Linked DNA regions of Mus musculus: region 1 is linked to region 2. A link is a contact called in public HiChIP or PLAC-seq data. All regions are on one chromosome and are shown on one strand. Each heading gives the region's core, a stretch centred on a gene start, on an enhancer-like site or on the middle of the called end of the contact. The rest is flanking DNA. Distances are from core to core; before and after follow the strand shown.

Region 1 (4,402 bases), core at 357-2,856, 330 kb before region 2:
TGACCTTTTGTAATTTGTCACCTCCATATCATTCATTCCTACTCTGGTCTTTATTATTCTTTCCTTGATTTGTTCTTGTTTTGCTCACCAACCCCTTGAGGTGCAGCAAGGGAATGGGTATGACGCTGAATGTCTACCTTCCATAGGTAAGCAGAGGATTCCTATACGCCTCCCCACTAATGCTGAGTTTGCTTGAGCCCATATAGCTTGGCATGTTGACTCTCTACATGCACCTGTTTCAAAAGAAATTTTTAAATTTCTTCTTCTTCTTCTTTGATTTATTGCCTGTTCAAAAACAAGTCATTTAATTTCCATGAGTAAGTATTAGCTTCCTCTTTCTCATTTTTGAATTCTAGTTTTATTGCATTGTGTTGGGGAAAAAAAAGTAGTTGATGTGATTTCAGTTTTTGTCGATTTGTCAATGCTTGTCTTGTGACCAGGAACATTATCTGTCATGGAGAATAATTTATGCTGATGAGGGAAATTGTGAATTAGGCAGCTGCTGGAATGTTCTGTAGATGTCTCTAGGGGCATTTGGCCAGGGTTGCAATTTGATTTTGCAGTTGTGTGGTTGGCTTATAGTGTGGACAGTCTGTATATCACTAAATATGAGGTGCAAATTGCCAACTACTAGTGTATTAGAGTCTCTCTCTTCCCTTAAGTCTGCTAATTTATACCTTATGTATTTTTTAAAAATCTAATATGCTTCTATCAAGCAGCTGTTTTAATTTTTATGGAAGGTCTCCCAGACTGATTACTAGCTAGTCCATTTCTAAAACTTTCTTTTGTCTAACAGACACAGGCATGGCTTCCTGAAAACTTCCAATACTTATTGTAATGCAGCAGTGTCTAGCCACTAAAGGACTGTTTATCTTGCCTTTCCTAATCTAGTTTTGTTCATGCCAATCCTTCTAGAAATACTATTCTGGATGCCTGTTTTCTCTGGGCCATTTGTCACCAGATAATGCTCACGTCCAATTGGCTAAGAGCTTGGCATTGGTACCTTGTCACTCTTATTAGGCAGTAATCCAAGTCAGCTTTTACCCAGTGTAGTTAGTACGTTGTTCAAAAGGAACTAAGAGAGTATCTAGAGAGAGGAGTCTGCCCCCATGAGCCAGCTACACCCAAATGCATCACTCACTGTCAGACACTGAAGGGTTCTGCCCAGTTCTACACAGTCACCAAGAATCGACCTAAGTCATAGCCATGGCCACCAGGCTGTGCTGCAATAGGAAGCTCTATGCTAGCCTTCCCTCTGCTCTCTAGCAGATGGCATCCTGACCTCTGCCTTGCCTCCTGAAGGCCAGTTTTGCTACAGCCAGCTTCCTGGACAAATGCAAGACTCAGCCTACAGTTAATAGCTTTATGGTGGGAGTTGCAGGGCTCTGCTTAGCACTGGGTTTCACCAGGGGAGCCCTGGTGCTGGGTCTCAAACTACACTTAATTTGGTCTTCCCCTGGTAAGAGGAGTCTCTGTGCTGTGGGGCTTGGAGGTGGGGAAAGGATCAAAGGCTTTCCTTCCTGCTGTCCTCACTGCCTTCCCATTTGCTCATACTAAAAGGGGCCGCTATAGCATCCTACCTGCTATTCTTAGCTCTTCTGAAGAAAGTCTGGTGAAACTCAAGGGAGGAGTTTTGTACACTCATCCTGCATGACATCATAGATACCACAGCGACCCAGGAGAATGAGAAAATGAAACTTCATCCTCTGTGCTCTAAAGGAAGTGAACAGAATTTTAGGCTCTTTTAGCTCCAGGATAAGGATACCTGCCCTGTATAAAATCCTTGGAATACCATTTAAATTATGTTTCATAACAGCCTTTTTATAATATGAAATCATTTTTAAATAGGCAGACCAGTTACAGTCTCTCTCTCCCCCTCCCCCTCTTCTCTCCCCCTTTCTCTCCCTCCCTCTTCTCTCCCCTCCCTCCCTCTCTCTCTCTGTTTGTATATATGTGTATGTTTCTATGTATATATTTATATATGTATGTGTACTGTGTGTGCCCAGTGCTTATGTTAAAAAAAAGGGGCTCCAGATCCTCTGAGCTAGAGTGACAGGTGGTTGTAAGCCACTGTGTGGGTGCTAGGAACCAATTCTGTGTTTTACTTGCTAAAAGTGATCACACTCATGACTCTATAAAGGATATTGGGTAGCACTGGCAGTAATTGTGCAAATGCTGTTCTTTGTGTTGATTTATAAAGAAAAGGACTCCTGGAAATACCATGCCACTCACTGTGATCCTGACTGGACTCCCTTCAATCGTAAATGCTACAAACTTAAGAAAGACAGAAAGAGCTGGCTTGGGGCTCTGCACTCTTGCCAATCGAATGACAGCGTGTTGATGGATGTAGCTTCGTTGGCAGAGGTGGAGTTTCTTGTAAGCCTCCTTAGGGATGGTGAGTACTAAAGACTTTGCCTCAAGGTCTATGAAATAGTATAAGTAACTACCTTTTAATTAGAGTTGAAAACAAGTTAAATTATTTTAAAGTGATAATTTATGGTGTATATATATGATATATACACTAATATATATGGAATATATATTTAAACATAAAGTCAAAATTTCTGAAAAATACACAGAAACACAATTCACTGGATTTTTTAAGTCATATATTCAGAAGCTATGTAACATATTTACATTTGTCAAATAGATATGTGGTTTTTTTTTTTTTTTGGCCCAACCTATACAACCCAACCCATACACCTAAGGCTTCGGAAAAATTATGGAAGAAGGAACAGAAAGATTCTGAGAGCCAGAAAACCAGGATGTCTGCTGTGAGATGCTGCTTATAGATATGATAGGGAAGTGGCACACATGAAATCTTAACAATATAGCTGACTAAACAAGATCTGTGTAATGACAACACCAGTTGATGACAACATAGATAGGGGAAGTCTCACAGAGTCCTAGATGAAGAGCTATAGCCAATCAATGGCTACAGAGAGATGAAGGATCAGTTTTCTTCAGGGATGAGAGGTGATTCAGTCCCAAATGGTCAGCCCTAAACACATGTACATACAAGCAACACTAAATGTACTCAGTAGATTATACACATATACATATACATCATATACATATATATAATGAATTTGAGAGTGGGTACAGTGGAACACTGAATCGATGGAGAGAGAAGTGGGTAGAAACAATGTAAACATAATACTCACATTAAATTCTCAAAATTAAAAAAAAATACATGAAAAAGAATCTCAAGGGGTAGAAGTCATAAAGCCATTCCTTAGAACTTCTATCTGAACCCTAAACCCATAAGTCAGCCTATGGCTGCTGGGCAGCCATGTGCTATACTCTCCTAAAGGTAATGTCTTAGGTAAATAATTTGACTTCATTTGCCTCAGTGGTTTTCGGGCTGTGTGTCATACCCGAGGTTCCAGGCTCCTGAGCCTTCCCTCTTCCTTTCTTCAGAGCAAGCTGCCCCACCCCCACCCCTACCCATGTTATACATTAAGCATGGTGTCGTTCCCAAAAAAAAAAATTCCTTGAAATTATACCTTCATTTTCCAATGTTTAACAAAAAAATCCCTACGCTCTGGCTGGTGACCTTTTCAATGTTAGACTTTAGTTCGCACACACAAATACTTCTAGGTCATTTTCCCTAATCCTTTGCATTTGGGATTAAAAGAATCCTGCAGTGTCCCCTGTATCAACAAGGACACTTGAAGCCTCTCTGCTGCCTACTGCTTCTCACTGCATCCATGGGGCTCTGAGGTTTTGTTTGTGTCTCTGGCAACCCCACTGTTCTGTGTAAGCTGTGGGGAGCTTCTGCTTGTTTTATTGAGAGGGGCTGAGGGGGAGGGAGAGAAGAAAAAACACACAAGTTACACCATGTTAAAAGAGTTTGGGTGGTGGTGGTGGTGGTGGTGGTGGTGGTGGTGGTGGTGGTGGTGGTGGTGATAGTGGTGATAGTGGTGATAGTGGTGATGGTGGTAGTGATTTTAATGTTCCCCTTTCCAAAATCCAATTAGCCTCTTAACTTTCCTTTTCTCTACGCAAAAGCAAAACTAGATATTTCAGGTCACTTTTCGCACAGGAGGAGCCCACATTCTGGAGTCCCTGAACTCTGACTTGCTCCGGCCAGTGCTTGCTTTTGGTTTAGCTCACATTCCACCTTCCTTAGAAGACCTATATTGAGCAAACCTGGATATTAGGGGAGGGGAGAGGACTGGACAAGTACTCCGTAGTGAGTCCCAAATAAGATTTATCACATAAACAAAAAGAATCACATGTGAGTGAGTATAGCTTACTAATAACCTGCATGTGCCATAAAAATAAGCAAACAATATCTTATAATCTCTATGTATTTCTTACAGAAAATGCATCAGAAACGTGGATTGGTTTGAGTAGCAATAAAATCCCAGTCTCCTTTGAGTGGTCCAGTGGCTCCTCT
Region 2 (4,161 bases), core at 652-3,151:
ATTAGAAAAGAGGGATGCACATACCTCAGTCTCTAAACTGTGTGTGCTTGCCTGTCGCAGTTGGATGCATACACATTGAGAAGGTGATGCAACAGGGCTTAGGCCGCTCTGCTGGCAACCTCCACAGCCTGAGGAGCTCCACTAATCTTTTAGTGGCCTCAACCGGGCCAAATTGGGATTTGTGGTTTGGATGTAGGAAAGAATTTCAGGACTAGCCAGTATGAAGCAGAGATTTTTGTTAAAGTTTTTTGGTTGGTTGGTTTGGTTTTGGTTTTTCGAGACAGAGTTTCTCTATGTAGTCCTGGCTATCTTGGAACTTGCTCTGTAGATCAGGTTGGCCTCAAACTCAGAGATCTACCTGCCTCTGACTCCTAAGTGCTGGGATTAAAGGCATTTGGCATGTGCCCCTACTGCCCTGCTTCATTAAAGATATTTTAATATAGACTTTAAACATGTCAGCAGAAAAAACTAAGAAGACATGCTAGAGAGCATGGCTGTGGGCTCCAGAGTCGCCAAGTTTGTGTATGGGCTCAAGGGGGCGCTGTACTTGTCTCAGCATTGGCCATATATGCCTTTCTGGTGGTTTGCAAGGTACATCTTCAAGTTTGCAAAGAGACCTTGTTTTGTTGTTTTTCTTTTCTCTCTCTCTCTCTCTTTAGATGAGTGATATTATAAGGTGATTCGGGCATAACTTGAATGGAATTTCAGTCTCATAAGGTAAATTCTGAAGCCACCAGGGCTACACAACAGGCTTAGGACACATCCTTTCCCTATAAATGGCTTTCAGGTGAGATTACTAGGAAATTGCAGGTTTATAGCTATGAAGGGAGAAGGGCTCTAAGCAGTTGTTAATAGTGCTGCAATTCTTGTATCTCTGAGGGGAAGAGGCATCAACATGATTTCTGAGTAAGGGGCTCTGCTCTGCTCTGAGTGTCTCTGTCTTGCCTCAGTTTAGTAATCATTTCCGCTTCTTACACTGGGTGGGACTGGAAAGTTGTGAGTAACATTGGCAGACAGAGGTTTGAGTTCCCAAGTTCTCCCTCCTCCTGCTGAACTCTGCTGGTTGCTTCTGACACACTTCAGACAACATCTATTGGCTGGGGCTTTAGCCAATTCAGGCTACATAAAGACAGTGGTGTCTAGGGGAAGTGAGAACCTACTGGCCCCACAGACCACAAAGCTAAGTGTGACTAGCACTGGGTTCTGCTGTGCAATGAAGGGAGGCATCTATAGTGAATGCAGTGTGACGGACAAGTGATTCTTGACTGGCTTTGTTACCACAGTTGTTAGGGTCAGAGCCTGGCCCCACCGTGGCTCAGCCACCCACCTCCAGAGGCCAGTTAAAACACTCATACACAGCATAGTTAAAGACAGAAAAAGGAAATTTATTATATGTAGCCACAACTGAATGGAAAGAGGAACAAAGGTATACTAACCATCCCTCAAATTCATCTTCAGCTTCCTGGCTTGAGTTTTTGTATAGTGTGTGTGTGTGTGTGTGTCTGTCTGTCTGTCTGTCTGTCTGTGTGCGTGTGTGTGTGTGTGTGTGTGTGTGTGTGTGTGCGTGCACTTGTCCATGTGCACTTGCAGTCCAGAAGGTACTTGGTATGGAATATCTTTCTCCACCACCTCCACTTTATTCTTTGAGATGGGGTCTTTCACTGAAGCTGGAGGTCCCTAAGTCACTAGCCAGGCTTCAGGAATCTGTCTGTCTCCACTTAACACCTGGAGTCTAAGATCTCGCCACACACCTAGGCTTTTGTTTTGTTTTGTTTTGTTTTATGTGGGTTCTGAGGAACTGAACTTAGGTTCTCATGGTTGGGTGGCAACCACGTCACTGACTGAGCCAGCTTGCCAGCTCAGGCTTAGACTTAAATGGAAGACAAGGGTGTGCATGACTAAGCACACTGGCCAAGGTGTGGTCATGCTCATCACTGCTTGGCTCCAGTGAAGTGAACTGGCGTGATTAGCTGTCAGGACTGTGTGAAGTAAATACCCATCTGAGAGACAAGCGCCTCCTGTGGTTGGCACTGTGCCCAGGTTTTTTCTTCTCGCAGGATCAAATTCCCTGGAAAATTCCAAATTTCTTGAAACTACTGTTTTCAATAGTATGATGGGAAGGCACCCAAGTATCTTTAAAACATTTTCAGTCCTGCTAGGATGGCTTGAACCTAGGCAAAACAGCCAGAGCAGGCAAAATGGCAAAGGACTACGCTTCAACAGTCACTCCCCTAAACACAGTCCTGGGAGACCTGGATCTAGGAAGAAGCCATTCCAATTCTAACAATTGATTTTTACTAGGTTTAAAGTATTTCTAAACTTTTCGTTTGTGTGCTTGTTTTTGTTTTTGGTCTTTTTGAGACAAGGTTTCTCTGTGTATTCCTGGCTGGCCTGGAATCTGTAGACCAGGCTGGCCTCTAACTCAGCGATCCACCTGCTTTTGCCTCTGAGTGCTGGGATTAGAGGCGTGCTCCACCACCACCACAACCATCGAGTATATTCTTAAGAATTCTGTCTCTGTCAAGGGAGTGAGAGACAGACATCCCTAATAGACACAGTGAAGGCGTTGAAAGTATGTGCAGCTGAATCATAGCAGAAAAATCCTGGATGCTAGGGAAAGATGTGGACACCAGCGAGAAGTAAGTTCCAAGTAAAAACTGATGCCCTGTTTATAAAGCCAGCTAAGCACATAATGACCCATTTTAAGCGCAAACAATAAATAAATGACAACCAATACTGCCATGTCTCACACTTATCTCTGAGAACCAATCCAGACATGGAATTCCAGTATAAGCACAAACTAAATTAATTCACAAGGAATACACGAGCATTGCGAATGCCTGCTTGAAGAAGTGTTACACACAGGAGCTAAAGCAGGGTAAAGTGTTTGCCTAAGAAGCCCCAGGCTCTGGAATCCGCAGCACTGTATAAACCTAGGCAAGGGAGCACACGTCTGTGATCTCAGCACCTAAGAAGTGGAGGCAGGAGGATCAGAAACCCAAGGTCTTCTTCATCTACAAATCAAGTTCCAGGCCAACCAAGGACATATAAGGCCCTGAAAGAAGGAAAGAAGAAGGAAGGAAGGAAGGAAGGAAGGAAGGAAGGAAGGAAGGAAGGAAGGAAGGAATAATAAAAGAAAAAGCAGCAGCCAGGACTGGCCATTCACAGAAGAGGAAGAAAGTCATCCATCGACCGACCCAGGAAAGAATGAAGTTTATGGCAGAAGAGATGTCAGCATATCTGTCTCACTATACCAGTGAGCCCCTAGGAGATGCACACAAGAAACATGGAATAGTATTTAACCCAGTTAGGAAAACTATCAACAGAATTACAGGAACCAGCAAATACTTCTCAATAGTAACATAACATAAAATGCTCTTAACTCTCAAAAGATGCAAACTACCTGATTGGATTAAAAAATAATTTCCAGGGACTGGAGAGGTGGCTCAGTGGTTAAGAACGCTTATGCTTTTGCTGAGGACCTGAGTTTGGTGATCTACCCACATGTAGTTCTCAACTACCCATGTCTCCAGTTGCAGGGGATCTTTTTCTGATCTCTCCGGGCTCCTGCACATACGTGATGCACAGACACACACTCAGGCGCATGTGCACACACACAGTTAAATAGTAAATATAATTTCCCTGCTATTTATTATATGCAAGAAACATGCCTCAATGGCAAAAGCACACATAGACTGAAATAATATTAGAAGTTGGAAACAGGTTCTGTGGTAGTTTGAATGAGAATAGACTCCATAGGTTCATGTTTGAATGCTTGGACCTGATTGGTAGAACTGTAAGAAAGATTAGGGAGTGTGGTTTTGTTGGAGGAGGTGTGGCCTTGGAGGAGGTGTGGCCTTGTTGGAGGAGGTGTGGCCTTGTTGGAGGAGGTGTGGCCTTGTTGGAGGAGGTGTGGCCTTGTTGAAGGAAGTGTGTCATTGCTCATGTGCTTTGAGGGCTCAAACGCTTAAGCCAGGCCCAGGCTCACTCTCTGCCTCTCTGAGTTTCTCTCTCCCTGTAGCCTGCAGATCAGGATGGAAAGCTCCTAGCTGGTGGTCCAGACTGTCTCTGTCTGTTTCCCACTATGATGGTCATGTAACCCTGTAAAACTGTGAGCGAGCCCTCAGTTAAATGCTTCCTTTTATAAGACATACCTTGGCC

Evidence for each region. HiChIP or PLAC-seq counts read pairs in DNA pulled down with a chosen protein or histone mark.
Region 1: an H3K4me3 HiChIP or PLAC-seq map of bone marrow-derived macrophages shows a contact between it and region 2, with 6 times the contacts expected there. The contact joins two enhancer-like sites. A contact is called at or near these places in 1 of 15 datasets of contacts at CTCF or cohesin (the NIH/3T3 cell line) and 1 of 115 datasets of contacts at active chromatin or transcription factors (bone marrow-derived macrophages).

What each region holds. Positions count from the first base shown.
Region 1 is chr2:60,502,120-60,506,521 of GRCm38.p6, reverse strand. It overlaps Pla2r1 (phospholipase A2 receptor 1), which reads left to right. Exons shown (of 30, transcript NM_008867.2): 7 at 2,201-2,395; 8 at 4,326-4,402. Among named protein-coding and RNA genes, the nearest start is that of Gm13583, 47 kb to the left of the region's middle. Within about 2 kb of position 1,606, at least 60 of the 459 cell types and tissues checked have an H3K27ac peak or open chromatin away from gene starts, as enhancers often do. A contact at or near this core is called in bone marrow-derived macrophages, where this site is marked.
Region 2 is chr2:60,169,746-60,173,906 of GRCm38.p6, reverse strand. It overlaps a transcript of Baz2b not described here. Among named protein-coding and RNA genes, the nearest start is that of Marchf7, 38 kb to the left of the region's middle. Within about 2 kb of position 1,901, at least 174 of the 459 cell types and tissues checked have an H3K27ac peak or open chromatin away from gene starts, as enhancers often do. A contact at or near this core is called in bone marrow-derived macrophages, where this site is marked.